Regions from separate parts of the Capra hircus genome. Here region 1 is linked to region 2. Evidence: chromatin contacts called from public Hi-C data. All regions are on one chromosome and are shown on one strand. The core of a region is the stretch at or near the end of the contact, and the rest is flanking DNA. Distances in the headings are between cores, read along the strand shown. Region 1 has its middle 30 kb from the start of CALCOCO1. Region 2 has its middle 21 kb from the start of ATP5G2.

Region 1 (4,773 bases), core at 898-3,397, 52 kb after region 2:
TGAGGACTAGTTTTATTTTTCTGTTTGTTAAAACCAGGTAATAGGACTCCCAGGAACATCCCAGCCTGGCACTGAAGCCTGGCACATTCAGCTTGACATTGGCCTGAAATGTTTGGTCAAGTGGCCCTGCCCTTGGGGAGCTTACAGTCTTCTCTCCCTGACAACGTACTATCACAGTAGCCTGGTGACACTCACCACTGCCCAGATCAACAAGTGCAACTGACCAGGGAAGAGTCAGAGTCAGTTCCTTAGGGAAGGCTGCCTGGAGGAGGAGAATTATGTGTGGGCTGTGGAAGGAGAAACTCAACGAGGCATGGATTGGAGTAGGAAAAGAGAAGAACACCTCTCTGATGGTTCTGGAGCAGGAGCAAACCATAATCCAGGCAAGGAATAGCTTTGCTGGCCTGGAATAAAAGCTGGGTTGGGGAACCAGGATGAAAGGGAATGGAGAGGGGCAGATTTTGAAGGTGGGGCTGGGTGATCTGAATTTTCTATGAGAGGAATTGGGGCCCACTGAATGGTACACAGATGTGTCAGCAGTGACAGTTCACGTACAACTGCCTGGAGAAGTGTGTACCCAAGTTTGCATGTCTTTGTGTGTGTGTGTGTGTGTGTGTGAGCACACACGTGTGGCAGGGGGACATGTTCATACAGGTGGTCTTTTAATCTACATGTGTGATTGGCAAGTTGCTCTGTCTGTGAGTGTTTGTTCATTTGTGTGTTTCCATGTGGTCAAGTGTGAATGGCATTTCGGTTGCTTTTTGTGTATTTTATTTGACTACCTGCAGTGGAGGGCTGAATGTGTGTGTGTGTCTGCAGGAGGAAAGAGGCCGGCAGGGAGCCCTGGCTACCCAAGCATCACCGACTGTCTCTCTCCCTCCACTGGCTCCATCTGCCCTCGCTGAGGTCGTGACAAGCAGGCAACCAGCAAAATGACAAAATGCTGCGCCCAGAGCCACCAGAAACACTGCAAGCCAAGAGCAGGTTCCCTCTGTGGGAGAGAAACCGGCCTGAACAGCCCGAAGGACTGACAGACAGGCAGACAGACAGAGACCTGTGCGCCCAAGGCCGCTCCCCGGTCGCGCTTCCGGGAGCAAGTGTGCTCACAGACACACGCAGGCCTGCCACGCACAGGACACACACACTCACTCGTGACCTCCCTCTCCCCACTCCTCATCCAAACCCTGCCTTCCATCCCCTCCAAACGCCTGCTTGCCAGGGTTTGGGGCGACGGGGCTGGGGGCACTCACTCGGACCTCGGAGTCAATCATCGGATGTCTGATTGCTCCTTTGGCCGTGAAAGGGTGTGGGTGTGTGCAGCGAGTGTGTTTGGTGCGTGTGTGTTTGTGCGCGTCCCCCTCCCCTTCACTCCTTCCCCAGTCCCGCCACCTCCTACCCCCCTTCCGGCCTGGGGCAGTTTCCGAAATCGCCCGGCGGCCGAGAATTCATTAGCGGGGGGCGGATGTAAACGCAGAGCGGTGGAACGTTTTAATTAGGCCTGAACAATAAACAAGCTAAACGAGGCGCGCAAGGCTCCCTGGCGGGCCCTCAGCCTCCTCCGCGCGGCGCGGACTCATTACGGCTGCAGCCAATTTCATGCCAGCGCTGAGCACGGGCTGGGCCTGGCGGGGGCGGGCAGGGTAGCGGGGGCGCTCGCGGTCCGGAGGGCGCGGCGCGGGGGCGGCGGGCGCGAGGACCGCGCCGGCGGGGGCGGCAGGCTGGGCAGGTGCCCGCCCCGCCGGGGTCGCGGCTCCCCCACTTCTCCACCATCCATCTGTGTTTCGCGGTGTCCTTGAGATGAAGGTCCCTTCTCACACCAGACGGCCAGAGTGAGCTTCTGGCTCCCTTTTCCGGGTCTATCTCGTCCTCCCTTCTCTCTGCCTCCTTCCCTCCCACTTGCTCTCACTGCGGCTGAGTCCAGCTCCCCCCTTCTCCGTGCTCTGCTTCTAACCCTCGGGTCCTCTTTTTGCCGCAGTCTCCGTGTCTCTTCCACAGGGTCTCTCCCTCCCTCCCGCCATCCACACTTTCGCCTGAACTTTATCTTTCCTCCCCCTGCTGCCGCCATCGATCTCTGCTTCGCTTCGCAGACAACGTAGCCCGCTTCCTCCGCGCCGTTGTCCTTCAGCTCATCTGCACCGGTCTTGGCCTCCTCCACGTTGTCTTCCCGCTCCCCCGCGCTCTGCCCACGGCGGCGGGAGCCTCCCAGCCTCCTCCCGGGCCCTCTGTCTGTTTCTCTGACCCGTCTAACCTTAGGTTTCAGATGTGATCCTTGGGCTTTGACCCAAGGATCTGATTGGGGGCTCTTCTGGTCTGAGACAGTTTGAGTTTGGTCTGTTTCCCCCCCTCTGCCTTCCTTTTGTGAAGCTGCACGCAAGGATCGCTGGCTCCCAGTCTCTTCCTGGACTTCCCTAGTTGCGGGTGGCAGTTGTGAAGCAGTGGCTCTTGGGCTGAGTTTGAATCCCAGCCCTAGTTCCTCACCATGTAACCTTCTAACCTGGGCTTACTCACCTGTAAAATGTTGGAAATAAACCTTAGATGCGATTAGCGCTGCGATTATAAATGTAACACACCTATAATCAGTGTATGTGCTCAATAAATATTAGACCATTATTATTCTTCACCCTTCCTCAGTCTGCTCCCCTGTCTCCTCAGCCTGGAGTTAAAAAAAAAATGTTTTGAGGAGAGAAGACCCAAAAGCAGTAGGTTTTATAGGCCCCCAAACCAATAGAATATCAGGGATTTTATATGGTCCATCCTAACAGATGCTCTAAGCTCCGAGCCCTGAGTGTGGACGAGAAGGGAAGATGGGGACTGCACTGAACCGCAGAGCATAGGAAACGATGTGGATTGGTGCACTGGACAGAGCAGATGCAAACCCAGGGGGTATGGAGGCATGCCCAGAGCCTAAGCTGTGTCAGTCCTGCAGCCGCCGCCCTCTGTAGATGCGGGCCTGGGGCTGGATCCGCTGAGAGGCTGCAGTGAGCCTCGGAGTCCAGTTTCCCCAGTACTCCAACCCCAGGCAGGACTAGACTCCTAGAGCCTCAGACCTGCATGTTCCTCTCCCCTCCATGCAGATTCGCGCGTCTCTCTCTCTCTCTCTCCCCCCCTCACACGCACACACACACATACACACACACATACACACATTCAAAGGAGTCCTGGATTACTAAAGGAAAGCAGCACCACACCGGAGATCAGTCCCCTCTAGCTGCCTGTCCTCTGACACTAAACTTACAGGACAAAGTGTGGGGCTCAGAATCCTATCCCTGTTCAGGTTGCTTTCTCTGACTTTGCTCCTCACTCCTAGGGAGCAGAACCAGGAGTAATACACTGCCTGAATGGACTGAAGGGAGACCCAGAGGGGAGGAGCCTGGGCCCTGCCTTGGGGCACTCCTAGGCTGATGGTGAGGTGAGGCTGATAGCCTGCTCCGAGGGGCCTGCTGGGCAACCCCCCACCCCCCCACCCCTTAGCAAGAGCTTGTGAGTAGAGTTGGTCAAAAGCTACTGGATCACACCTTCTTGTGAATCTGATGACAGAAGACTGGGAATGACTGAAGGAGGGAAGATGGAGGAAGATGAGGAGGTCCAGAAGACTTCCCAGAAGACAAGGAAGACGGCACTCCTTTACTTAGTAGGGAGCAGTAGAAAGGAGAGAAGAGGCAACTCTCAGGAGGTGCATTATCTTAGGGTAGGGAATGTGAACCCAGGAAGCAGATGAGGAAGAAATATGTAGACGTGTGTGTGTCTGTGTGTCTGCATCTGTGCACGTGCATGTGTGCTTAAGGAGTGTGTGTTGGGGAGGCAGAGGGCTGGAGGAGGCAGGGTTGGGAGGGCAGGATTGCTGGAGGGAGGGGTTTGGCCTGAGAGCTTGGGCTGAGAAGTCCTGGGGACCATCCCTCTGGGGCCGGATGTGATGAGGGTGTCAGTGGGCAGTGTAAATGTCCCACGCTGTAGCTCCACAGTGACCCTGGGTTGCATGGGCGAGATGCTGGGAAGTCAGGTTGACTTCCCTGACCTTGATGTGTCCTCTTACAGCCCGAGGATGAATGAGCCTGGATTTCATGGGCTAGTGAGACATGGCTGGGTGGAGACAGCTGCTCAAACTGTGAAATGTGGAGACGAGGCCTCTGGGGATCAGTAGACAGAAGGAGAGGAAGCTCACCCCTTTCATGGATTGAATTATGCATTTTAAAGCTAAAAATCTTGTCAGTTACCTGGTTTAACCTTCCATCTTCAGAGGTTAAGATATTACTTCCTCGTTTCACGCAAGAGGCCTGGACGAGTTGACTAACTTACCCGGAGTCTCCTGCGCAGAACATGCTGAGAAGTGCGCCAGGAGGCAGGTCTTTTGCCCTCTGGGAAGTAGTCTCTCCTTCACTACTTTCCCAAGAAGCAGAACCAGCAGGAGTTGATACACACAATTTGATTCCTTGCTCTGCCAATTACCAGCTCTGTGAACCAAAGCAAGTTACTCAGCCTCTCTGTGCCTTAATTTCATTGTCTATAAAACAGCGATACCAGTACCTGCTTCTGTGGCTTATTATTGAGGATAAAATGAAATTTATGCAAAAGAACTGTGTACAGTTGTAAAGATTTATAACTCTAAATGTACTCGGCATTTAAATCGTCCTCATCCTCATCTTTGATGTCTTCCCAGCTTATTCTCTCCATACCTGCTGGGCACGTCAGCCTCCTGCCTCCCAAGCTCTTTGCACCTTCTAACCTCTAAACCTGGCATTTACTCCTCTCTGATCTTGCTTTAGAGTCTCAATC
Region 2 (4,628 bases), core at 1,434-3,933:
GACCGACTGGTGGTTAGCATTGCTAGAATTAACCCTTCTTTCATTCAGGGAACATTTATTGAGCAGCTAGTATGTGTCATCTTCTGACTGACCCCTCCCCTTTCACAGGCCTCCTCCTCCTTTTGAGAGGGGTATATCATAGGGCTCTGGGGTCCTGGGCAGAGTTAGAGCCCTGGGCAGCTGGGCATGGGCAGAGATGGAGCAAAGCAGGGTACAGAGGTGAGAGCCCCCCTACAGGCTGCACAGTGCCCAGAGGCGGTTGCAGCAGCAGCCCCAGATTTACAACTGCCCTGGCGCTGATGCCATAAAAGCAAACGATCCTTCTCTGTACTAATTTCTGTGTAATTAGATCTCTCCTGGCATGGAAACTGGGGAGTGGGGGTGGCCAGGAGGGGAGGGTGCCAAGGACTCTTCACAGAGGTGGAAGGAGGGGTTGAGGGACACACATGGTTTCATGTGGCAGAGCTTGGGCACAGGGATCTGCGTGCACTGTGACAAGGATGGAAAAGGAAATCATGCACATGGAATGCAAGGAGGCGGGAGTCCTGATATGGTAACACCCTTGTGCCCAAGATAGGGACAAAGCTGGTGTCCTGCACAAAGATCCTGAACCCAGAAGAATAACTCCTGTGTACCCATAGGAGGAATTGAAATCCTTGGAGGAGTTGCATGCAGATACCCCCACAGGCAGCTAGATAACCAAAATCCCACAGAGAAGCCTGAAGAGTGAAAAAGAAAAATGTGTGGCCCCATCACATTTACAAAAGGTTATAGGCGGCTTAGATAGTAAAGAAATGCACCTGCAATGCAGGAGACCCGGGTTCGATTCCTGGGTTGGGAAGAACCCCTGGAGAAGAGAATGGCAACCCATTCCAATATTCTTGCCTGGAGAATTCCATGGACAGAGGAGCCTGGCAGACTACAGTCCATGGGGTTACAAAGAGTTGGACACGACTGAGCGACTAACACACACATACGAACGTTTAACCTGCATGAGAGCAGATACACACTTTTCTTAAATGCAAAAATGACAGCAGCTACACTAAATAGGAACTCAATAAATGTTTGTTTCCTCCTCTGCCCCCACCTATTGCTTGCCCACCTCTTGGAGGCAGAAAACTATAAGATGAAAAAAGTCTTTTTTTTTTTTTAAAAAAGCAAAATTTCCTTTAAGATATTTGAAGATAGAAAAAAAAAAAAGAAGAACTAGAAGAATGTGGGGATGGTTAAAGAGGTAACGATCCCAGAATCTTGACTTTCCTTGGGAAAAACAGTCTTGAATGGGAAAAGCATATAGTTGTTATTATTACTATCCCCCCATCCCACCCCATGGTGACAAACAATGGCCTTGGGTATGGCAGTAATGTCATTTGGGACAACACTTCTACAGAGCTAAGTATTCATTATTCACGGCAGTGTATTTGTGGAGGCACCTCAAAGGGCCTCTTATCCAGTCTCCTCTGCAGCCTAGACTTCTTTCACAGTTAGCCTGCCAGGGCCAGCTTCTGCTTCAGTACTTCTCCCCAGAAGGAGCTCTTTACTTCATGAGCAGTTTGCCCTCTGTCACTGGACAGCTGTAATGGTTAGACATTTTTTGGTAGAATTGAAATCCGTCCTCTTTTAAATTTCAGAATATACTGTTTCTAACTGCCTGTCGTATCTCGAGTTATTCTAATGTTTTAAGACCAGTTCAATCAAAGCATTAATCATCCCCCCACAACAGCAATAACAATTAGATACCCATTGGAAAATCAGGAGATTCTGATCTGCACAGATGACTGTCATGTACTTATCTTAAGCCCTTGTTCTAATGGGTAATTCCTGATTAACCTGAGTAATGAAAATGTATCACAATAAAGAAAGATTTGTCATGCCTTGTTATCACTTCATAAGGCTGTCCTTCTACATACCTGCCATAACATCAGGATATTTCTATCCCAATAAAACATGATCATGATGTGCTTGGCTAATAAAAAGGGAAAAAGCCACATATTAAAAATATGTTTAAACGATTTTCGTGAGTGATGTAAATATAAACCACCACCATCACCAGTGTCAACAATATCCTCTGTTCATTTGCCTTTTGAAATCCCTGCGGCATCTTGGGGGTGGGAGGTAAAGGAAAAGGGAGGCAGAAAATTAGCATCTGTTAAACGCTTTCCATTGCCAGGCACTGGGCTACACTCACAATAACCCTGTGAGATGGGTATTAACATGCCTTTCAGGGGAGGAAATTGGACTCAGAGAAGTTAAGTAATTTGCCTGAGGTCAGATGGCTAGTACAGGGAATCAGGATTTTAACCTAGGTAAGTCTGTTTCCAAAGCCCACACTTTTCCCCCTAAACTCGGACAGGTAAATTTTACTTTGATGCCTGCAGAGCCTCAACGAGTGGGTTCATACATGACGTTAGTGAGGCGTCTGTTGGGCTAGGAGACCTCCCCCTTCCCAGTCTGGACTCCCTGAGGAGCAGCCAGAAGTTCAGAGCCTGAACTTTGTGACTTTTGTGCTCTATCACATTACTGCCATCACCCAGGGGTGCCCACATATAATCTCAGGTGGTGACACAGGCGCCGTGACCGCTGTACGGTGACACACTCACAAAACGCAGTGTCATATTCGACCCACGCTGGGACCCACACAGGCCGGCTGTTCCTTCCCTTCTCCCGGGCAGTGACGTGCGCAGCCAGCAGGGGTCGCCGGCACACCAGGAATTACCACTCGCTGGGCCCGAACAGAACGGCAAGTTCCTCCTCTGTCTTCTCCTAAAATCTCTCGCTAATCCCTCCCCTTTCCTGCTTTCCCCTTCTAGCACCCTTTCTCTTCCCCAGGCCCTGTAGCTTCCTGTCGATGAGCTGGACAGTTGCTCCTTATATAGCACCTAAACTGCCCAATCCCAGCCTAGACTAGGGACCAGGGTTTCAGGCTGTCTGTCCTGCTTTGGGGATAGAGGTAGCAGGTAAGGAGCCTGGATTGCCCACCCTTCTGGTTCGCCCTTGACCGATAAAGAGTCTGCCTCTTCTCAGTGTCTTCCCAGCGCCAAGTCCTGGTCATCCATTTATTGTCCCAATGTTCCTGTGAAAGGAAAAGTGAAAGTGAAGTCGCTCAGTCGTGCCCGACTCTTGGCAACACCATGGATAGTAGCCTGCACCAAGCTCCCCCGTCCATGGGATTTTCAAGGCAAGGGTACTGGAGTGGGTTGCCATTTCCTTCTCCAGGGAATCTTCCCATCCCAGGGAATGTTCCTGTAACGTATGTCCCAAACATCCCGAGACTCCCAGAGTCCCTTAGCTCCTTCATCTTGGGACAGCCTGAAAATGAAGGAGGCAAATCTCTGGAGGAGTGAGTGATCTGTGACCTGTTGTTTTAGACGAGAAATCACAATTTGGGGAGTACAGGGGAAGGACCCAGGTACCCTGATTCCCAACAGAAAGAGGAGTCAGGTGTCTGCTTCCTGCAGGAAAGCTGTGGTCGCCTTCTGGGAGTGGCATCTCTCTGCTCTTTTCTGCCTCTCCCCTCCCATGCTGTAGCAACAACGCCCCAGCTTTTCCAAGCCCCCTTCTCTCTGCAGCCCCCTCCCCGCAACTCCTGGAGCCCAGTGATTGGCGGCTGCCTGCTGCAGGGCCGGCTGGGTTTATGGCTTTGCGGCAGCTGGGGAGAAAGCGAGGCCAGAGACAGAGAATGGAAACCAACCAAGAAATCGAGAATGATGAAAGAGTAAAAGAGAGGGAGATGGAGAGACAGAAAGACCTTGAGAATATCAGATATGCCAAATCAAAATAATGAGAGGGACAGGCAGAAGCAGAGATGGACGCAAAGAAAATCATAGAGATGCTGATAAAAGGTGAAAAAATGTAAGAGGGGTGGGATGAAAAAGAAAAGAAGAGGAAGACATTTGGATGAGCCCCGAGAGTGGGGATGTACAGGGCTTCCCAGGGCGACAGGAATTACTCGTAGTAAGGGACTGTACATCTAGGGTAGACATCTAGGGATTCCTAGAAATTCTGAGACAGAAGAGGCCGGAGGATCTTGCAGTTCTCCCTACACCTGTGCTACCATTTATCTGTTCTAGCCTTTTCCATGTTCACACCCTCCTGGAATTTTAAAGGTTTTTACAAAAAGTGTCCTCCTTAAGAATGATCCATGGGACTTCCCTAGTGGTCCTGTGGTTAAGAATCCACCTGCCAATGCAGGGGACATGGTTTGGATCCCGGATCGGGGACGATCCCACATGCAGCAGAGCAACCAAGCCTCAACTATTGAGCCTGCATGCCCAGAGCCCGATCTCCACAGCAAGAGAAGCCCCTGCAATGAGAAGCTCACACAGCGCAGCTAGAGAGCAGCCCCAGTTTGCTGCATCTAGAGAAAGCCCGCATGTAGCAATGAAGGCCCAGCACAGCCAAAAACAAAATAGTAAAAAAAAGAGAATGACCCAAGATCTAATGTGGAAGGATCTTGCTGCATTTTCCATGAAATGAATGGGAACACTGAGGTCTGGGATTTAGGAGGGATTTCAACATTAGAGCTACACTTTGTTGCACATATATTATTAACCTGTAAGGTGGTTGGCTCTGTATGCACCTTGACTGGCACATACCAGTGTTTATCTTATGTGATAGTAACTTCTCTG

Evidence for each region. Hi-C and Micro-C count contacts between places; a contact is called where the count stands out from the background.
Region 1: a contact with region 2 is called in a Hi-C map of blood, with 5 times the contacts expected there. The contact joins two enhancer-like sites. A contact is called at or near these places in 2 of 5 Hi-C or Micro-C datasets (both in blood).

What each region holds. Positions count from the first base shown.
Region 1 is chr5:26,037,100-26,041,872 of ARS1.2, reverse strand. No RefSeq gene overlaps it. Among named protein-coding and RNA genes, the nearest start is that of CALCOCO1, 30 kb to the left of the region's middle. Within about 2 kb of position 2,147, at least 1 of the 5 cell types and tissues checked has an H3K27ac peak or open chromatin away from gene starts, as enhancers often do.
Region 2 is chr5:26,089,711-26,094,338 of ARS1.2, reverse strand. No RefSeq gene overlaps it. Among named protein-coding and RNA genes, the nearest start is that of ATP5G2, 21 kb to the left of the region's middle. Within about 2 kb of position 2,683, at least 2 of the 5 cell types and tissues checked have an H3K27ac peak or open chromatin away from gene starts, as enhancers often do.